2 separate regions of the Anser cygnoides genome follow, and region 1 is linked to region 2. A link is a contact called in public Hi-C data. All regions are on one chromosome and are shown on one strand. The core of a region is the stretch at or near the end of the contact, and the rest is flanking DNA. Distances in the headings are between cores, read along the strand shown. Region 1 overlaps MGAT5 (alpha-1,6-mannosylglycoprotein 6-beta-N-acetylglucosaminyltransferase). Region 2 holds the start of MGAT5 (alpha-1,6-mannosylglycoprotein 6-beta-N-acetylglucosaminyltransferase).

Region 1 (5,844 bases), core at 492-2,991, 100 kb before region 2:
GCGGCAGTGAATCCGAGTAACAGGACATTCACAACCGAAGGCCCCTTCCAGGAGCCAGCCGCGGCATTGATGCACGTCGGGCTGGGCACAGGCACTGCAGCCTCACTCCTCTGACCCATGACAACAGTTCAAATTCCAAGTTGGCTGGCTAAAAAGAAAGTTAACACCTCTCACCTCGTTTGAGAACATGCAATTTTCACTGCACGGAACTGAATACTGGTCTTTCAGTTTCCAATTTTCAGGTTAAAAAAAAGTCACCCACTTGCAAAATGTTTCTCAGCTATATTGCTGAGAAATCTTGCAGGAAACTCTCCAGTGGCTGACAAAAACAGATCTGAAAGCCTAGCTCCACTAAAGCTAGATTATGTAAATTTGGGTTTTATATATGGCATAAGATATATTACCTTTCTGTCAGAAAAAAGAGTTACATACTGACTTTCACCTCAAGAGGCTTAATTTAAAGGAACTCCAGTTTCCTGAAAATAATGGATTACAGACATGAAACCATTTCATGCAATCTGCACACAGGATGTTATTATTGTCATTATCATTATCATTATTATTATTATTATTATTATTTTTTAACTACTCCCTAGTTCAAGCAGACAACCAGATGAGAACCAGCAATTAAAACCACCTGAAGCATCAATTCTCCCATGATCCTGTGTTTGCCTGTTATGTAGAGAAGGCTGGTTTGTTTGCTTCGTCTTCCACTTTTTTAATAAACTGCTGCTGTGCACTGCTGAACAGTTTTGTGTCTGACTGGTCCGTTTATTTAGGAGGAAGCTCCATGGGGAAAGAAACATGTTTTTATGTTTTGACAGCATAGAGCACACTGTCAACACTTAATCTATAATAAATAGCCTACCACCTGTTTCACATCCATTTTCAAACCTTACTTCTAAGCAGCACCACACCTTTGAAGAAATAAAGAAGGATGCTCCTCATGGCTAGGATGCTGGGTCTGTGTGTGCTGCCTGCTGGCCCCGAGTCCAAGGTTGCTGCTGCTCGCAGTCCCCAGCTCCTACTTGCAGCCCTCCAACGTCTTCTATTACTCTCCATCACATCACCTTCATAAGCTCAGCTGAGACCCCCAAACTGAATCTCCACCCTGCTCCTGAAAACTGGCCTTATTAAAGTTCCTTGGTAAGTATTGTTGTATGGGAAAAAGATCAAAACTGAGGACTATCTTAATTGCCCCAAGAAAGCCACATTCATTAGGATTCAAAAGGCAAGCATTAGAGAACTCAGATCCTTTCTATAGCTCATTGGCATGACACTCTAATTTGCTAATCCTTTGAATTATATGCAACTTGTTACTTCCCGAAAGGCTAAAACAATCCCTCAAGGTACTTCCTAAAGGTATGTAACAGAAATGCTGCAAGTCGCTAATTGAAAAAGAAGGAAAAAAAATACAGTAGAAACAACAAAGACTAAAAATGGACAACTGCTTTCAGCTACCAGCGAAATACCATCCATCCTCAGTACAGATAAGGCCGGGTGGAAGAGAAGGCTCCCTCCCCGAGAAATGGCAGATTAGGAACAGACTGCGTTTCCACTGTTTTGTGACATAAATGCCCTCTGCTGCCTCCACATAAGGATCCCTCTACATAAGGCTCCTGACCACAGCTTCCAGGGTGCTCTCTTACCAGGTGCTGCGCCTGATAACACAGCCTACAGAGGACAGGCACCTTCACCCTGCACCTGGAGGTCCGTAACGCAAAAATTCCAGTCCAGGTTGATAACGTAGCTGTGGGTACACGACATTCAGGAACAGCCCTGACCTTGCTTTATTAGCTGGAGCCAAATTACTAGGCAGAGTGGAATTCCTTTGTACTCCACTGGTAGGTTGGTTCTTGAAAGCATTTTATTCTGTGTGAGCGTTTTTCTGAACTTTAAAATGTTTTTGAAAGCCACGCTGTTATTATTAACACAGCGCTTTCAGTGGGCACATGCCACAGCAGGTGGTGTATGCTTATGCCACATAACAAGATGGTTGTCAGGAGGAGTTTATAAAAGTATATCTATGGGAGATAACAGCAGAAAAATACAGATGTAAAAAGATCATTAGCATCAGGGTGGTTTTGTCTTTTTGCCTTCTGTGTGTATGTTTTAAAACCACTTCCCTGTCTGCAAGGTCTGCTACCCAGCCGTACTGTAGGGCTGCATAAATCAAACCCAGGGTCTCACTTGCCCAAGTGAAATAAATAAAGCAGGTGTTGAAACCTTTCAGCAGGAGTACCTTGGTTTTCTTAAGAAAGGCTCCTGAGGAACCTTTTCTGCTGCCTTTCCAGTGAACTGAATCCCTGTTAGGAAATTTCAGGCTCTGGAGCTGGCCAGCAAGCACCACATCAGCCGAGGCGCCAATTGTCCGATTACAATGCTGGCATTCTCTTCATGGTGTAGTAGCTCAATGGAAACTTCCCTGACATGACATCCAACTTGACGAGCGCTTTACAACCACTCCCATGAAAAAGCAGATTTAAAAAAAAAAAAAAAATGTATTCTGTATTCTTTAGAACCAATGACTTTCAGTTGACACTAAGCAATTTATTCACGAAATTTACAGCAACAAATTGGACCATTATTAAAATGAGTACTTGAAGAAATAGTCTCTCATTTATGGGCAAAAGAATAAAATGAGGAATGGATGTTGCAACTGTATAGGCCTGAATAGCTCAATATTTAAGAGAAATATTTCATATTCCAGAGACTGAGTGCTATACTTCCATAAACAGGAGTGTTTATCTTTTCCTCTCCCCATTTTAATTTTAGTGCACTTCATTTAATTTATTCTGTTGGGCTGGCGGGTTTATCATCACTTTTGTATGCCTCCTTACTGAACTACTTTATATATTTTCTTCCGAACAACAGAAAGAGAAGGGCAACAAAGACTATTGTTAACTACCTTGATATATTTTCCTCAAGAATATAAAATGCTTTCTGAAAAAGTCGATCCTTTTGAGATTGAAACTCCTTTAGAATAGATTCACTAGTTAAACGTCTATGCAACTGTTTTTGTGAAGTGTGTGAAAGTAGAAAGTATATTACATCCTAAAAGGCAATATAAAAAAAAAGTAAAAGTTCATTTTCCTATTTAAGCTTATCCAACGTTGCAGCAGGAATTTTCCCAAACCGCCTCAACAGGGTACTGGTCCCGCTTTTATGAATCACCATTCAGAAAATGTAAAATTCATTTAATAGAAGAACCTGGATTCCCTCAAAAATTCACAGTGACTGGAAGCAGAAAGTTGCATCTGAAACTTTCTCTAAAGGAGGAGCGTTCTTCAATTCAGTACTGGTTCTTCCAAGCCAGCCTGGTCCAACTCCTCCAGCTGCCCACTTGGCTGGAAGTCAGCTAAGTTGGCAGGAAGGCTGCCAGCTTGCCTACCCTATTTTCCTCTGACATGATGAATGGCTCTCCACCTTCTCATCAGGAACTGTTGGCATCTCCACTTTTTGTCACGCACTGCACAGCTGAGCTAGCCATGATGAATCTCAAACAGCCCCCTCCTGCTTGAAAAGCATACTTATTCTGAAATACATTGCTTTGTAATGTACTCTAGAAGAAAACCACAGCTGCATGTTTTTGAGAATAACTGTGTCCTGTACCAACTACTTTAGGGACCAAATTTGGGGATTGCAAAGCTCCGATCAAGAATCATGACTGTTACCTATTGGTATTTTGCTGTCTAAGGGCAAAACGAGGCAGTGGAAAGTAAGTTGACAGGTGCAAGTTCCTTTAGCTGGGTGACTTGTTTAAAAGAACAGTAAGTTTTCAAAGAATTTTCCTCAATGTTAGGAGAAAAAAAAATCCAACAACACAACAATTGTATAGAAAATCATTAAAATGCCTGTAGGGCTCTGAAAACACTACAGCTTGGATCCACACTTCTCACAGAAATAATAGTTTGTGAAGAATAAGGAACTTGCTGAGCACAGGAGTGCTTCACTGTCACAAGCTAGTATCTTCCATTCAGTCTTGCAATCACTAGTCAAAGCATGGAGTAAAGCTAGTCTCATCACTTCCTGTCATAAAACCCTGTGTAAACTGCATAGCATGCATTAACTTCGATTTGTCCTAAATTGTCATTATGTTGCATCCTAGTGTACTCAAATATAACTAGTATTATGAACTGTTCTTTGTAAATTTGGACTTCAGCAACTAAATAAGAAGCTCATTAGCTTATTTTACTATTTTGGTGAACAGAGTGCAGTTTTTTCCAGAAAGAAGTCATTGTTTGTACTTGGGGTTATTACTATGTCAATATTCTACCCACGTTAGTACTATGATTAACACAGTGATTTCAGACTCCATGAAGGTGAAAGCTGTGTAATCTCAGTATTATCTATGATGAAAGTAAATGTTGACTTTTTAATCTGCAACATTATGTGTATCTGTATGCATCAAGTACATACACCCAGTGGTTGCCTTTAAAAAGTCATAATTTGCCAACAGCTGTCACGCAGAGATGTCAAATTACCATCATTTTCCCAAATATTTCAAAAAGGAGATCTCTACAGTTGTGTGGGAAGACTGGAGAAGTACTTGCTTTTTCTTTTCTTATTTAATAGATTCTTTCAGTAAAAGTGCACAGCAAGAAACCATCAGCAATGGAGAGTAAGTTCCATATATTTTTGCTAATTTTAAACACGACCCATTTATTTCAGCAACTGAAAGTTAAACGTTCTACTTAAAGGTAGTCTACTAAAGCATTTTAATGTTGTAAAGTGTTCCACAAAGATTATGGGAATGGCACTGAAAATCCAACAAAGCGTTCTGATTTCCTGGACAAAAAATTATTTATTTAAATTTATACACTGTCCTTTATCTTGAGCTCCCTTGACTACAGGGCCACAGGCAAAGCATACCACAAAAAGCACACACTTTTTTTTCTCTCTTTCTGTCTCTGCACAACTAGAACAGAGGAAGACAGAGGAAGGAACTGAATCAAGCATGAAGTGCTTGCCTTTTTTCTTTTCTGCCCTAGAGAGTAGGATTAGTCTAGGTTAAAGTCATTGGTAGGGCAGAGCAACCATTTCTATTGCATGTCTTTTGGATAATGCTTAACTTTCACATTACAGATCTAAAACTATACTCTCAGCTGATAATCTTGAGCTGAACACCACATTTAGGAAAATGAAAAATGCGTTTATCCATGTTTTTCAAGCTGGTTGTTAAGCATCTCTCTTAGACTGTAGGTTGTGGTCCCAATTTTCTAGGAACAGCTGTCAATCCACAAAACATGGACATGATGAAAAATGTATTCTTAGCATACAGAAGACAGTTAAATCTCCTTTTTATTGGTCATTTATTTTTCCAGTACTTTAAAATTAGGAGCGCAATCGTAGGAGGTGAGATGCATGTATTTCAGATACTGTCTATCTTTAGCTATTTTTGCCATTTCTCCTTCTTTACAAACTTACCTTGGTTTCTCTCAGCAGAAACTGCAAATCCCGCCCACTGAGTATACCATGGTTTTTTACGTAGCCAGGAATATACATTGTGCTTGTCCCATGAACAGTTCCATGGACTTCCATATAGGTGTGAATGACGTCCAGATAAGCCTTCTTATCCTGCAACAGCAACAATAAAATATTTTACACATTTCAAGCATAAGTCTTCAGTCAGAGCTGGTTTTGTCTCTTGGACCACAGAAGCTAGAAAGGGAAGAAGCTTCTTATTCTTATATTGTTTTTACATGATTCCTTACATGATGGTTCTTATATTTTTTTACATGGGTCCTACAATATCTGATATTTCATACATCATTAATTTTCTTTGTTACTAGTTTGGAAGAAAACTGCAGCTTTTTTGTTTCATAGTATATGTATAAATAAATA
Region 2 (6,560 bases), core at 3,485-5,984:
TTCAAATATTTATTTTTGCTATGAATACCGTATCAGAAAGGTGCAAATTTACTAAATGAGTTAAGGAAAACATGCCTAACTCTTTCATGCATCCCACCTTGGCAAGTTTTACATCACCAATAAAACGTTTCAAATAGACCATCTACAGTCAAACCACAAAGTTGTTTTTACAAAATAGGTCATAACAGCAGAGAAAAATGAAAGTTTGACTACATTGGGTCCCTAATACTTGGGATCATCTTCCAGGTATACCAGATGCGTATTACAGCCACACTCTGCAGAGTTCAAGGGCAACTTCCAAAAACGGCCACGAAGTAACTAATAGAGATTTGTTTTCATTCTGTCAGACATAGCGGTGAGGAGAGGAGAAAAGAACAGATCTTTGCAGCAAGGGAACATACATATGGAGAGAGCAAGGAGGTGACAAAGAGGAGAAGGATAAGAGAGAGCATTTTAAGCCCAAGAGAACCACTGCCTGAGTGAATCCGCACAAACAGCTTTGCACTGTTGGAGGTCTTCTGTAGGAGTGGGTGACTCCACTCCACTCACACATGTTACAGACGACTATCACATAACGTGCTGGAATCCAAAGCGTTCATATCTTGACACATAACACATCCAATAAACCTCCAGATCACAGAATACAGCAGGATTTGTAATTCGCTGCAGCTTGTACCTTCAATGACCACTTCATTAGTAGCTTTCTGAAAGTGTTTTGATAGGACCTCAGAAGAGGTTATGTAAACTGCTGTGCAACAGTCAAGAGGGCTCACGTGGCTCACCTGGTTCTTTGGGAAGCAGGGAATACAACCTTAACAGGCAACAGACAGGAAGCAGCAACAACCTTCCTCACCCCAACCTCTGACTTAAGACATTCTAGTTACAAAACTATTCTCGGGAAATGTAACCAAAAGCAATACATTGTATGGGGAAAACACAACAAAAGACTTTGACACAAAGAAATGCAACACACTGCATGATACAAGACCAGCAATTGATAAAAGTGAAATCAGTTTTTTTTTTTTCTTAACAGTATAAATCTCCTTCCTTCTTTTGTAAGGAAAAAAATAACAATAGTCACTAAAACAATCTGCCTGCTACTTGTAGCCTATGTAAACCCTTTTGTCTAAAGGATGAGGTCAAAAGAAGTGGTTGATAACTTTCAAATACTACAGCCTTCTATCAGGAAAGAAAAAGCAGTAAGACAAACACCAGTGAGCTGGACTAATAATCAAGGTTAAACAGTTTGGAATGCCTGTGGGATGTATGAAGAAATATGCTTAGCTAATAGGAATAACAGGACCTTGTGAGACTCAAAGAAGGGCAAGGATCACAGGATTCTTAGCTCATACAAACCATAAATAATAAATCAAATGAATCACATCATTGACTTAAGCTTTCCTCGTGAAAAGGACTTTGCTACTTGAAGCATTCAAAAAGGGAATCCTTGTCCCGCAAACTAATCTTGTCTTCTCCATTCTTTCCTTTGGGTCTCCCTAGTACACAAGCTGCCACAGACACACAAAAGTGCCACATTTTTAGCAGAAGTTCCTGGCAGAAGCAACATCCTGGCTTGAGTGCATGCATCGTGGGCTTGAAGGAACCACCTGATTTAAACCAACAAGACTTCTTTTTGTTGCAAGGCGAGAACAAAACCCTGCCAATTTGTCTCAAGACAGCTCAACTATCATCCCAGCTTGACCAGAAGAGTGAGGCTATCCACCTTGATGAAAGCTTGCATGGTCACAAAAAGCAGCTGCCACACATTCAAGAGGTTGTGCTAGCACTTGTGTCACTAGTTCTAATCACAGCTGTTCCTCCTCAAACATTGTCCAACTAGAGCTCCTATGTCAATAACCAAAACCCTTCACAGAACTAATAAAAGTTCCTAGAAAACCTTACTCACCTTCCTTCTGTGGCTCTGGATCACAGTAACTGTTACCAATGCACATGAAAAAAAAAAAAAGAAACTGACAAAAGAAGATGGAGTCACAAGTGAGGGAAACCAAGCCACCACCAGAACGCGATCCGAACAAAAACTTAGTTCTCACAGAAGTTACATGCCATCGTACTCATCCAGGCTGTTCAAGAAATTCAAGTGAGACACAGTGAAGCCTTCACAGATTCAATAATGTATACCAGTAAGAGGAGGCTAAAACAAGAAAATCAGAGGGGTTTGAGTATGTGTGTGCATACACACACAGGCAAATACAAAAGTCTACTTTTCCTTCTGAAGCATTGCAGGCAAAAAGGTTTTCTTTTTGTTTAAGTGCCTATGGTATATGAAATGCAGAGACATGTAAATACTAACTCTGCAAAAGCAGAGATTAAAGGATGGCATTATACCACTCCAACCACTTAAGAAATTTCTTAAATTGAAGACACAGTAATAGCAAAACTGCTTGGTTCGTGGAAGAGTTTCCCCTCATCAGATTCGCAGCTAATTAGCACTGTGCAGCATGCTCATCTCCTTCAGCAGCTACTCCTGCGTTTCATTACCAAGTGACTGCAGGAGCACTGCTCTGGTTCCAAACGCGGCTAAGCAAGCGAGTTCAGCAGGCACTTTTGGAATAACATGACGTAAATGAAAATACTACCAGAACCTGGCTTTTTTGATATTTATCATATAAGATTTCTTTCCTCCATCTGTTCAATAGACTACGTCAATGTCAGCAAGTAACCATAAAGTAACGTTTGCTGCTCTATCTCCCTTATCAGTCCCTTCTCATATCAATAAAACCAAATTCTCTCATGAAACACTAAGACAATCTTCTTTAGAATTCAACCTGCTCAAAATATGAACGCCATGTTCACAAAAGCCTTCAAAACACATACCACACAGCTAATAATCAAGTTACTACATCAGTGTAGGGCACTTAACGTCAACCACCTCTGAATTTTAATAAAATTTGAGAGCCAAGATGGGGAGGAAAATTGCACAATAAGCAAGTTTTATTAAAACAGTGAAGCGAACTTGTTAGATGACAGCAGAATATAATGCCAGAACCATAACCTTGTAAAAATAAAAAAATAAATTCAGACTGAAATGAATGGTGCTACTAAAATTCTTCATATACTTCAAGTATAGAAGTTGATGGTATAACTTTTTGTTTGTTTTTTGTTTAAATCAAGGGAAGGGATATTGGTTGGAAGGAGATGACAAACTGGAGAGCAATTGTTGTTAATCTAAATCATTTCAGGAATCCAGAGCACCTCATTATTTTGCCAGATTCTACATCACGAAGCAGATTAAGGATTTTAGATGATCTGCACTCAGTGTTGCTGGCCGCTTCCTAAGTTTTAGGCAGTTTAGTTCCTGGAGCTTAAGCAGCCTGATCTTCTTACACTCAGTATTCAGCCACTCGGTCTTTTAGCATCTTTTCATTCTAGGCTGTACAAGCTGGCTTCTTCTTAGACAGCAAGATGGATTTACCACCCAGAAAAGGGACGCATATATTGTTTAATCCTTATTTGCTCATAGAAAATAAATCCATATTCTACATAGGAGAACGAGAAAACAGTCTATATGCCTTAAATTAAGGTGAGTAGATGGTCCTTTCAATACACATACTGCTCTGCTTAAGACTAAACTATTTTCTATATTCTCCTGTGCAGGTACAGAGCAGAAAGCAGTACTGCAAGTTGCCTTATATGCAATAAAAACACCAGAAAAAGAAATGTGATGGATTTTTTACGACTATTAGGCTTGGCACAGCCACCAGTAACTATGTGAACCGTGGGTCCCGCAGTAAGCAAAATTTCTCATGAAGAACCCAGTCATTACACGAGATGAAGAAAGGGAAAGGTAAATCACCCATTCCGACTACATTGGACCGAGTGTCCCCAGGCAAAATGGCTCCAACAACGAACAACAAGAACTAACCGGTTCCTCCTATTAAGGGAGATCGTCAGTCCTTTACGAAACGGCAAAACTATTTGGGAAGAGCCGCGAGCAGCCCATCGATCCGGGAGCGGAGGCGCAGCCTTCCTGCCCCTGCAGCCAGCTGCCCAGGGGGACGCGGGGCCGGCACGGCGGCTGCCATCCCCTCCGCCCCGCTGGGTTCGCCGCACGGGAGGCTGCTCGCAGCGGTGCGGGGCTCGCACCGAGCCCCCCTCCGTGGCCGCAGCGAGGGCGGCGAGTCACGCCGCGGGGAAAGCTACCGCACTACTTCACGGGGCCGGGCGGCAGAGCCGCTGAGGGGAACAGGAGCGGGTACCCCAACGGCACGGAGCCCAGCAGCGAGCCCTCAGCATAAAGGGCACATCACGTACCCGCCTCGCCGCGGCTCTGAGGGGCTGATGTGCCCAGCCCCTACCCAGCGCCGCCCCCAAACTTCACCGGCCGCGGGCGAGGAGCGGCGGGCGCCCTGAGGAGAAGCAGCGGGCGCCCTGAGGAGAAGAACCGGGCGTCACCCCGGGGGGCCATCTTCCCTCACTCCCCCCCACACCCCACGACCCCCGCGCCCCCCTCCACCCCCCCCCAGCTTTCCCAGCCGGGCCCCGCCGCCCCCCAAGGCCCCGGCGGGGGAGCCGTGAGGCGCCCCCCGTCCCGCCTCGCCTCGCCTCACCTCAGCGCCTCGCCCGAGCGCAGCCCCCCGCGGCGGGCGGGGCGCGGCGCCCATGGGCCCGCGGCCTGAGGGGCGGCCGGGCCGCCTGCAGGAGGGCGCAGGGAGCGTCTGCAAAGTGCCGCGCGCGGAGGGAGAGGGGGGAGGAGGACGAAGAGAGGGGGGAGGAGGAGGAGGGAGAGCGGCGCGGCCCTAAGGAGAGGGGAGGGAAACGGGGGGGGGGGGGAATGCGCGCGCGCACGCCCGCCCGCGCCTATGACAGGCTGAAGGCACGGCAAGGGAGCGTGTGCAAAGTGCGAGCCCGGCCGGGAGGCGGCGGGGAGGAGGAGGAGGAGGAGGAGGAGGAGAAAGGGCGGGAACGCGCCGCCCCCTCAGCGCCCGGCGCTCTGTCAGGGGGCGGCTGCGGGCGGCGGGGGACCCCTGGCGGGCGGCGCCGCTCCTCCAGCCGCCCTCCTGCCTCCTGCCCCGGGGGGGAAGAATCCTCACGGGTCCGCCGTTGTGGGCAGGCTGCTGGCACAGGGGGGCAAAGCGGCTGGGAGGGCGCTGGCAACCGCGCCTCGGTTGTTTTCCGCTCATCTGAGGCTTGTGGTTTCGGATGCGCACACAAAGGAGGTGATGTAACGCTCATCAGTCACTTTTGAGTTTGATGTGATCAATTGCTGAAGTAACGTACCCAGAAAATAACAACGCAAGTCCCTCGGCAGAGCCCTGTCCAAAGGCAGAAGTAGGAGTTATTAGCTAATAGCTCTCTGAAGTGATCCCGCATACAGGGTTAGGAAGTTACGGCGATTTTACAGCGTTTGTGTCTGACACGGCTACATGGAGAAACCTGGCAGAGATGAGCAAGCCAAGCACATCCATTAAGGGAAGTGAGACCTGCACGGCTGAGGGTGCTCCCTGTCCAGGGAACGCGCTCTGAGGAAAGGACGGCTCCTCGGAGCACAGCGGACAAGAGGCCAAGGGAAGACAGAGCAGAGATCCCTGCAGCATTAAAGCGTTAAGAGAACCCAACCATAAGCTGGCATTTACCTCTTTATTCCTCGTTACAGTGTGTAACAAGTAGGCCACTGCTTATGGAGATTTAGCTCTCAGGCCTGTCCTACACTCAGCAAGAAAGTCGCGGTTAAATCTTTGCCCATACGCTTGCTCATTCTTTTCCTATAGGAGAAGAGTGTGTGTGTGGGGGGGTGAAAGCACGAGGAGAGGCTGATTAGGACCATTAGGGCCAATTAATGCAATGCCCTGATGCTGGCATCTTGTCTTGCCTGTTTGCATCACTGAGTCACAAGTTCTCTCCACCTCCAGGATGCTGCCTGCTAATCCCCCACCACCTCTGGGTGCTGGGAGGAACCACGTGGGAGTGCTACACGGGAATTTAGGGTGTCTCCGAAGGGCACCTATGTGTTCAAGGATTAGCCAGGAAACATGCTTCCCAGGGGCTGTCGCACTCCGCCATATAACTCTGCACATGCTTCCTGAGCGTCACCACAGGTATATCTGCAGCACATCCTGTGAGGCCACATTTGGTGGTTGAAGAAGATAAATCTGTAAGTCTGTTGCGTGTGTGGGAACACTTAAACTTTGCATAAGGCTGGGATTGAGGGTCTTGGCTATACCTCTTGTTCATGGAGGTCTTTCAGCTTACTCTGAGGCCTGTCCCATTAATACAGAAAAAAACGATGTTCTGGTAGAGGTGTTCTATGTATCACCTACTGACGCTGTTCTCCCGCTTGATTTTGTGTCTGAAAGTCGCGGGTATAGATATGCCATAAGTAGATAACTTTAAAAGTCCCTTGTGTGATTGTAGGCTGTGTCACAGCCTCAGATTAGCAGAGGGCTCAGTCTATGTTTAAAAGTCACATATTTATGAAGTTCTGCTTGTTAACTGTGAACTCAACACAAAAGGACAGAAGTAATCCTTAAAAGACATTGAAGGGACAATTTAAGGAATGTTTACATTATGAGACCAATTCTTTTGCACTTTTCTATACTGAT

Evidence for each region. Hi-C and Micro-C count contacts between places; a contact is called where the count stands out from the background.
Region 1: a contact with region 2 is called in a Hi-C map of liver, with 2.3 times the contacts expected there. The contact joins the enhancer-like site here to the promoter of MGAT5 in region 2. A contact is called at or near these places in 5 of 7 Hi-C or Micro-C datasets (fetal liver, granulosa cells and liver).

What each region holds. Positions count from the first base shown.
Region 1 is chr6:34,966,123-34,971,966 of Taihu_goose_T2T_genome, reverse strand. It overlaps MGAT5 (alpha-1,6-mannosylglycoprotein 6-beta-N-acetylglucosaminyltransferase), which reads right to left. Exons shown (of 17, transcript XM_066999225.1): 12 at 5,428-5,577. Among named protein-coding and RNA genes, the nearest start is that of MGAT5, 100 kb to the right of the region's middle. Within about 2 kb of position 1,741, at least 1 of the 3 cell types and tissues checked has open chromatin away from gene starts, as enhancers often do.
Region 2 is chr6:34,867,688-34,874,247 of Taihu_goose_T2T_genome, reverse strand. It overlaps MGAT5 (alpha-1,6-mannosylglycoprotein 6-beta-N-acetylglucosaminyltransferase), which reads right to left and starts at 4,734. Exons shown (of 17, transcript XM_066999225.1): 1 at 4,569-4,734.